Linked DNA regions of Pan troglodytes: region 2 is linked to region 1. A link is a contact called in public Hi-C data. All regions are on one chromosome and are shown on one strand. Each heading gives the region's core, a stretch centred on a gene start, on an enhancer-like site or on the middle of the called end of the contact. The rest is flanking DNA. Distances are from core to core; before and after follow the strand shown. Region 1 holds the start of FBXO42 (F-box protein 42). Region 2 overlaps ARHGEF19 (Rho guanine nucleotide exchange factor 19).

Region 1 (3,260 bases), core at 478-2,977:
TCCCCCAAATTTTCCTTGCCTCTTTAAATCCATGATGTCATCATTCTTAAGCAGAAGTAAAGCCAATTTGTTACAAAAGATATTTTGGTGTGTCCAAGCAAAAGCAATCGCCTCAACAATTCTGCATAGCACAAGTTCAGTGAAGCCATCATTCCTCAAGAAAGAGACCACAAGGCTTCAAACCGACTTCCCTACATGACAGAAACACAATCGAAGTCTCCCAATTAGCATTTAAACAGCAATAAAAGTTGTTCTCAAAAAGGAACAACATAGTTTCAACGTCGGGGCCAGCAACTGCCAGCAAGTAAAACTGGTAATGTGTCAGAATCTTCATCTAGATCGATCAGAATCCCACCACAGAAAAATCCAGACTCTGGCAATTAAGAAATGAGGCTTTTATTTTCCTAACAGAAATCGGGAGATTTAACAGACAAAGCAATTGGTTATTCTGAATCTTAACAAACCGAAGGTTTCAAACGAACTCAGCGCTGAAGTTACTCTGCAGCGACCATCAAGATCTCACAATCGTTTTCTCTTTGCTTACAAATTCGTTCCCACCCTCCACCGTTCCCTTTGCACACACAATTCTCGCCAAGAGAAGCCTTCCACAGTCACAGCATGGATTGCTGTCTCAAGCAAGGAGATCCGCAGTTCCCATTTCTCTAGGGGAACACTCAACAAGCTAGGGGATAGGAAAGGCCTTTTGTGTTTTATTTAACGTAAACCAATTCCAAAATTATCCCTTTGCAGCTGCAGGTTCAGAGATGCTAGCCCCCAGCCGCAGCCCCAATTTTGATGGGCACCCGACCCCCGACTCCTCTCTCGCAAAGGAGTGAAATGTTCGGAGGAGCGATGAAAGATTACCTGACACCCTAAAGCCATCCTTGCCCGGGCCACACACCCCTTCACTGCCCGGGTGAGGGGACGAGAACCACCCTGCTGAGGAGAGGGGGTGGGTTCGCTCCCAACCCAAGGGCTGGCTGGAAAGGAGCTCTCCTCCTCCTCGTCTCACTCGAGGACGGCGATAGCAAGTCACCCTGCCCAACCAGGACCGACCCCCGCGTGGGATACGGGGCCTGCGTCAGACCCCGGGCGCCCGCTGCCCCTTGCCAGTCCCGGGCATAAAGGGCAGAAGGCGCCGGCTCCCCTCTGCGGCCCGGGGAGGAGGAGAGGCCTCACCTGGCCCAGCCCGCTCCACGCTCTCGGGTTCGCTCCGCTGGCGACGGTAATGAGGGAGCCAGGGACAGGGCCAGAGCAGAGGCGCTCTGCCTCAGGCCGCGACAGCCGTGCTCGGGGCTCCTCACAGCTGGCGGGACCCCGAGCCGCCCGGAGCCGCCATCTTCCTCCACTCAAACGCCGCCGCCGCCGCAGCTGCTGCTGCTCAGGCCGGGAGAAGACAGCGCAGAGCGCGCATGCGCCGGGGCGGGCGCGGAGGACGCGCGCGCACTCACGTCAGCGCGGCGGGCTGGCGAGGGGCGGCCAGTGGGCGGCGCAGTGTTGAGAAGGGCCGTGGTCACAGGCCGAGGTTCTGTGGAGGGTGGAATGCGCTCGGGGGAGCGAGGCTTCCGCACCCGCCTTCGCCGCGTCTCTAGCGTCGACCTGATAGCCGCACCCACCCTCCGCTGCACTGTCTGGGGCAACTGGGTGGTTTTCCCGGTGGTTTGAGACTAACATTTAGCCAGGAATTAACTCACTTCTACCCCGAGGGCCCGATGAGCAGAGAGGGCTATGGCGGATGGGAGTGCCCTTGGATATCGCCAAGGGGAGGGAAACTGTGCTTGAGGTGTGCAGGAGAAGTCTTCCCTTAACCGTAGCCTCGTAGCAACCACTGTGTGAGTTCTTACTAGCTCCACTTTTCAGATGAGGAAACTGAGGCACAGAAAACGATCACTTATTTGCCCGGAGTCACACACCTATCAGTGGAGGTGGGGCGGCGCGGGAAAGAGGATTTAAACTCAGGCTTGTCTGGTTCCCAAGCTCCTTTACTTCCTACTAGCTAGGGGATAGGATCCAGCAAAGTCCCCCTTCTCAAGGGAGCAACCTGGTGTGTAGGTGAGAATCTTCATGAGCCCAGCCCTACAGCATGTGGTCTAAGGAAATGCCAGATACAGAGTCAAAGGCTTCAGTCTAAACTCTGTAAGCCAAAAAAACAAAACAAAACAAAACAAAAACCTAAGCCCCCACCCCCCCCAACACCAAACCATCTGAACGGACTTCCTCCTAGGCCAGGGCAGTCTAAAATGTAACCAACCTGAGAGACTGGTTCAGGCCATGACAGGAAGCAGGACATGAGACATGCCTCATTACATCCTTCAGCATTGACATCAACACAACAGACCTTAAGACTGGTAAGAAACATTTACAATTTGTTCTCTCTGGAGCCCACCTGCCACTTGGAGGCTTCACGTGCATGATAAAACTTTGGTGTCCACAATCCCTTATCATAACCCAGACATTCATTTCTATTGATAATAACTTTTTTTTTTTTTGAGACAGGGTCTAACTCTGTTGCCCAGGCTGGAGTCCAGTGATGAGTTCTTGGTTCGCTGCAACCTCTGTCTTTCAGGCTCAAGCTATCCCTCCTACCTTAGCCTCCTGAGTAACTGGGACTACAGGCGGGCACCACCACGCCTGGCTAATTTTTCCATTTTTTTTGTAGACACAGGGTTTCGCCATGTTGTCCACTCTCATCTCAAACTCCTGAGCTCAAGTAATCCACTTGCCTCGGCCTCCCAAAATGCTTGGATTACAGGCCTATTGATAATAACTATTTCAACTCATTGCCAATCAGAAAATGTTTAAATCTGCCTATAATGTGGAAGCCCCCACTTCAAGTTTCCGGTCTTTCTGCACCGAACCAATGTAGTTTTTATTTATTTATTTACTTATTTTTATTTATTTGTTTATTTTTTTGAGACTGAGTCTTGCTCTGTCGCCCAGACTAGAGTGCAGTGGCACCATCTCCGCTCACTGCAACTTCCGCCTCCTGGGTTCAACCGATTCTCCTGCCTCAGCCTCCCGAGTAGCTGGGATTACAGGCGCCCGCCACCGTGCCCAGCTAATTTTTGTATTTTCAGTAGAAAATACAAAATTCAGTAGAAAATACGGGGTTTCACCATCTTGGACAGGCTGGTCTCAAACTCCTGACCTCGTGATCCACTCACCTCGGCCTTCCAAAGTTCTGGGATTACAGGTGTGAGCCACGGCGCCTGGCCTTTTTATGTATTTATTGAGACAGGGTCTCACTCTTCGCCCAGGCT
Region 2 (3,721 bases), core at 160-2,659, 140 kb before region 1:
AGCCAAGCAGCCCCTGCCCTGCCCAGCTCACCTCCTTGAGCGCATTGAAGGCCTTGGTGGCCATGTCTTCGTCTTCAGAGCCCTGTGCTGTCCGCTTCAGGATGTTCTGGAAGGTGGGATCAGCACAATGAGGCAGTCCTCATACTCCCCTGAGACCCGGCCCGCCCACAGGTGTATCTCCCTCGCCCAGCCCTCACTGTGGCCTGTCCCCTCGAGGTACCTCCACCAACATCTTGAGGCGGGTGATCCTCTGGAAGGGCAGGATAAGGAAGGAGGTAAGGGGCAGACGCTGGCACACAGGAGACTCCTCCAGGCGAGCCAGGATGCCAGGGAACCTGGGGTTCTCCAGGCTGGAAAATGGGGAGGACTCTGGAATCACAGGTAGGCCTGAATTCCTGGGATCCACAACCCTGGCCATCCACGGGGTACTCAGGGGGCTTCTCAGCACATCCTTACTGCCCTTTGGGGTTGCATCTCACCTTATCCTGGTCACAGAGACCTTTTCAGGGACTCCTCCCCTCCCAGAGTCACCTTGCATCACCCAGCCCTCAGTGCCTACACCTGCCTGAGACTCCCTCCACACCCCCGCCCCTTTCAGAGCCCCCAGCCCTACAGCAGGCGCTGGTAGGTGCGCTCCTGGTAGGCCTGGTTGGTGACATAGGGCAGGTAGACTCTGCGGAAGGCCGGGCAGTGGTCCAGCACCACGTCGCACACGCTGAAGCGCAGCACATCTGCCTCCAGCCGCTGCTCCAGGTCCTGCAGGAACCTGAGGAGTCAGAGCCAGGATGGAGAGCCCAGATCTGGGAGCTGGCCAACCACTGGCTCGGTCCCCACCCCGGGCCAGGCCAGACCACTTCTTCACCTCTCGCTGGTGCTCTTGACCTCGGGCAGTTTGGAAAACAGCCACTGTTTGTCCTGCGCCCCCAGACACTCGCTCAGCTCGGCAGAGCCTAAGAAATGGCCCACAGCCACCGACAGGCTGTGGATGTAGGAGGCCTCGGAGGTGATCAGCTCAAACTTGGCCTGAGGGAGGGCGCACACGGGGTCGAAAGGGCAGGACCAGTTCACCTCGGAGGCCCTGGCCTCGCATCCCCAGACCCCGGGACGCCACACCTCGCGTCCTCGCCCCTTCTCTAGCCCCACTCCTAATCTGGCGCCGGGCGGGCCCGGCGACCCACGTCCCGCCGCGGGCAATTGTGCAAGCCTCGCTTGTCCTCGATCCCGCCCCTCTCCTAAGCCCCGCCCCGACGCGTTCTTCCCAGGGCCCCGCCCACCCCCCAGGTCCCGCCCCTGATCCTGGCCCCGCCTTGTTCCGCGCCCACCAGGCATTTGCTCTCCCAATGGTTCCGCCCCTCATCCGGCCCTGTCCTATCCTAGGCTTCGTCCCGCTGGCTCCGCCCCCTACCCGCACCCAAGCCCGGCTCCCCTCGCTCCTCGCTCAGCGGCTTGCTGTCCTCGCTTCCACACGGCCTCTTGTAGTCAGGTCCTAGAGCCAACCTTCCGCGCGGACAGTTGCGCCAGCAACATCCTTTGTGTGTCCCCCTCCCTCTATGGCCCGGTTCCCGCTAAGTCCCCGGACCGCGTACTCCCCGGCCCGCCCCCGCCTCCGCCCCCGCCCCGCCGGGTCCCCGCGCGCGCCCACCTCCTGCAGCTTGCAGTCCCGCAGGCTCAGCGTGGCCAGGACGCCGCTGCCGCGTACGTCGGGGATATCCTGCCACAGCGAGAAGGTGGAGCCTCGCGCCGAGCGCTGCGCCCGGAAGGAGCTGCTGGGGGAGAGGTTGGCGCGCGGTGGCCCCGGCCCCTCCTCTGCGCCCTCGGCCTCGTCCCCCGGGCCCTCCTCCTCGCGCTGCTGCCGCCGCAGTTCGCGGGCGCTGGCCACGTCGCTGTATTCCTGATAGAGGACGGCTGGGGGAAAGACGGGCGGGCGAGAGCGTGGGGCGCCCGCCAGCCCCTGCCCGGCTTTTCCCCGGTTCCCTCAAGAGCCCGCGTCACTTAACCTTTGCCGCGGTTCGGATATCTGGACACAGTGAATTCATTCATTCATTCATTCCATAAACAAATTGAGCACCTACTGAGTGCTAGATACCGACAGTTCCATTCTCCGTTTCTCACTCGATCCCTACCTCTCAACTCTCCAAACCCTCTTTTCCCCGTTTCCACACCGCAGCCCCTTCCTCCCTTACCTCCTCCCAGGGACCCCCCTCCCACGTACAGTTAAGGAGGAATCGAGACTGGCGCCGCTCGTTGGTGCTCCTGGACCCCAAAGGCGGCTCTTCCTGTGTGTCTAGCCTAGGAAAGAGAGAGCGTCACGGCCCTGGTTCGCCTGCACCCTGTCTCGGACCCAAGCCCAAACGGGAGGTGGTACCTGGGCTCGGACCAATCGCCATGGCCCTCTCGTGAGTCACCAGGGGCTGGCCGCGACACCCGGTCCCCGCTCATCTCTACACTTCGAGCCTCCATTCCAGATGCTTTCCCTGGAGAGGGCGAGAACTGAGGGTGGGGGTTCCAGAGGGTGGGGGTTCCAGAGAGTGGGCCTGGGGCCTGGGCCGGGGCGGCCGGTGAGTGGGCATCCCCCACCCCCACCCCCACCCGGCATCTGGCTGCCCTCAGGGCCCATGGGAGGAGCTGGTACCTTCCCGGGCTGCTCCGATGCCTGACCCAGAGATGAGTGCCCGGGCTGCTGAATTCCGCCCCAGGCGCAGAGAAGAGTGCAGCCGGGTCATCAGCTCCGATGCCGAGAAGCGCCTCCGCTCAGGACCTTCGAGGCTCACTCGGGTGGACCCAGACAGCTCCACCCTGGGCTCCTCTGTGCTCAGGGCCTGCTCTTGCACTACCTGGCCAGGCTCTAGGAAGACAGCGTGGGCCTCGGGGCAGCCGGGGACCTCTTCACGCTGGTACACCCGCATCTTGCGCCCTAGGGTTGGGGGCAAGGAGTGAGAGCACGGGCTGGGGTCTCCCCCAACCCCCTCCCTGCTGCTGCCCCTGGCCCTGAGCACCTGGGGAGGTTCAGGCACCATGCCCAAGGGAAGGGCCTGTGTTTCTGCTAGCATCTGGTCCCCAGAGCCCTGGGGTCCACGAGAGGGGTAAGGAGAGCACAGGGCCTGGCTGCAGTAGGCAGAGGGATCAGGCTGCCCAGAATGGTGACTCACTCACTGCATAACCTTGGACAAGTCACTTGCCTTCCCTGAGCCCCGCTAGTTTCCTTATCACTAATCTACCACTTGTCCTGACTTTTGGGGGAACCTTGGGACATAAAGGTTAAGGAGCTGCCCAGCCCCTCCCTTATCCGCCCCCCCCCCATGGCACCCACACCCGCCTCCCCCAGGGTGACTCACAGGCAGACTTCTTCTCCGAGCCGTGGCTGGCCCGGCGCTGTGGCTGTGTGTGTCGGGGACTCCAGGGTCCCTCCAGAGCTGGGGGCTGGGCACCAGGACAGTGTGGCCAGCTGCCAGCCCTGCTGGGCCGCATCCCCCCGCTGGTGATCTCTGTATCTGAGCCTCCTGGGGATGATGGCCATAGCAACCCTTGGAGAGGGGCAGGGGTCCCCAGAGACCAGCGGCTGCCAGGAGCCCGAAGCTCCTCTGGGGCAACAGGGAAAAGGTCCAGACACACTGGGCTCGGGGGCTTCAGGGCGGGCAGCTCTGCAAAGGACAGACTCTCCTGCTGGCACACTGCTACAGGGTGGTGGGCAGTGCCAGGTGGCCCAGTCAGGTGGGGCTGG

What was found. Hi-C and Micro-C count contacts between places; a contact is called where the count stands out from the background.
Region 2: a Hi-C map of stem cell-derived neural progenitor cells shows a contact between it and region 1, with 4 times the contacts expected there. The contact joins the enhancer-like site here to the promoter of FBXO42 in region 1. A contact is called at or near these places in 1 of 7 Hi-C or Micro-C datasets (stem cell-derived neural progenitor cells) and 1 of 1 datasets of contacts at active chromatin or transcription factors (stem cell-derived excitatory neurons).

The regions. Positions count from the first base shown.
Region 1 is chr1:214,856,674-214,859,933 of NHGRI_mPanTro3-v2.0_pri, reverse strand. It overlaps FBXO42 (F-box protein 42), which reads right to left and starts at 1,727. Exons shown (of 10, transcript XM_513066.9): 1 at 1,180-1,727. It overlaps SZRD1 (SUZ RNA binding domain containing 1), which reads left to right and starts at 1,458. Exons shown (of 5, transcript XM_054663088.1): 1 at 1,458-1,832; 2 at 2,225-2,348. The coding sequence starts at 2,289.
Region 2 is chr1:214,998,414-215,002,134 of NHGRI_mPanTro3-v2.0_pri, reverse strand. ARHGEF19 (Rho guanine nucleotide exchange factor 19) reads right to left here. Exons shown (of 16, transcript XM_009449053.5): 2 at 3,336-3,721; 3 at 2,633-2,914; 4 at 2,366-2,474; 5 at 2,213-2,289; 6 at 1,643-1,905; 7 at 863-1,023; 8 at 614-766; 9 at 221-350; 10 at 32-106. Among named protein-coding and RNA genes, the nearest start is that of ARHGEF19, 10 kb to the right of the region's middle. Within about 2 kb of position 1,409, at least 12 of the 24 cell types and tissues checked have an H3K27ac peak or open chromatin away from gene starts, as enhancers often do. A contact at or near this core is called in stem cell-derived neural progenitor cells, where this site is marked.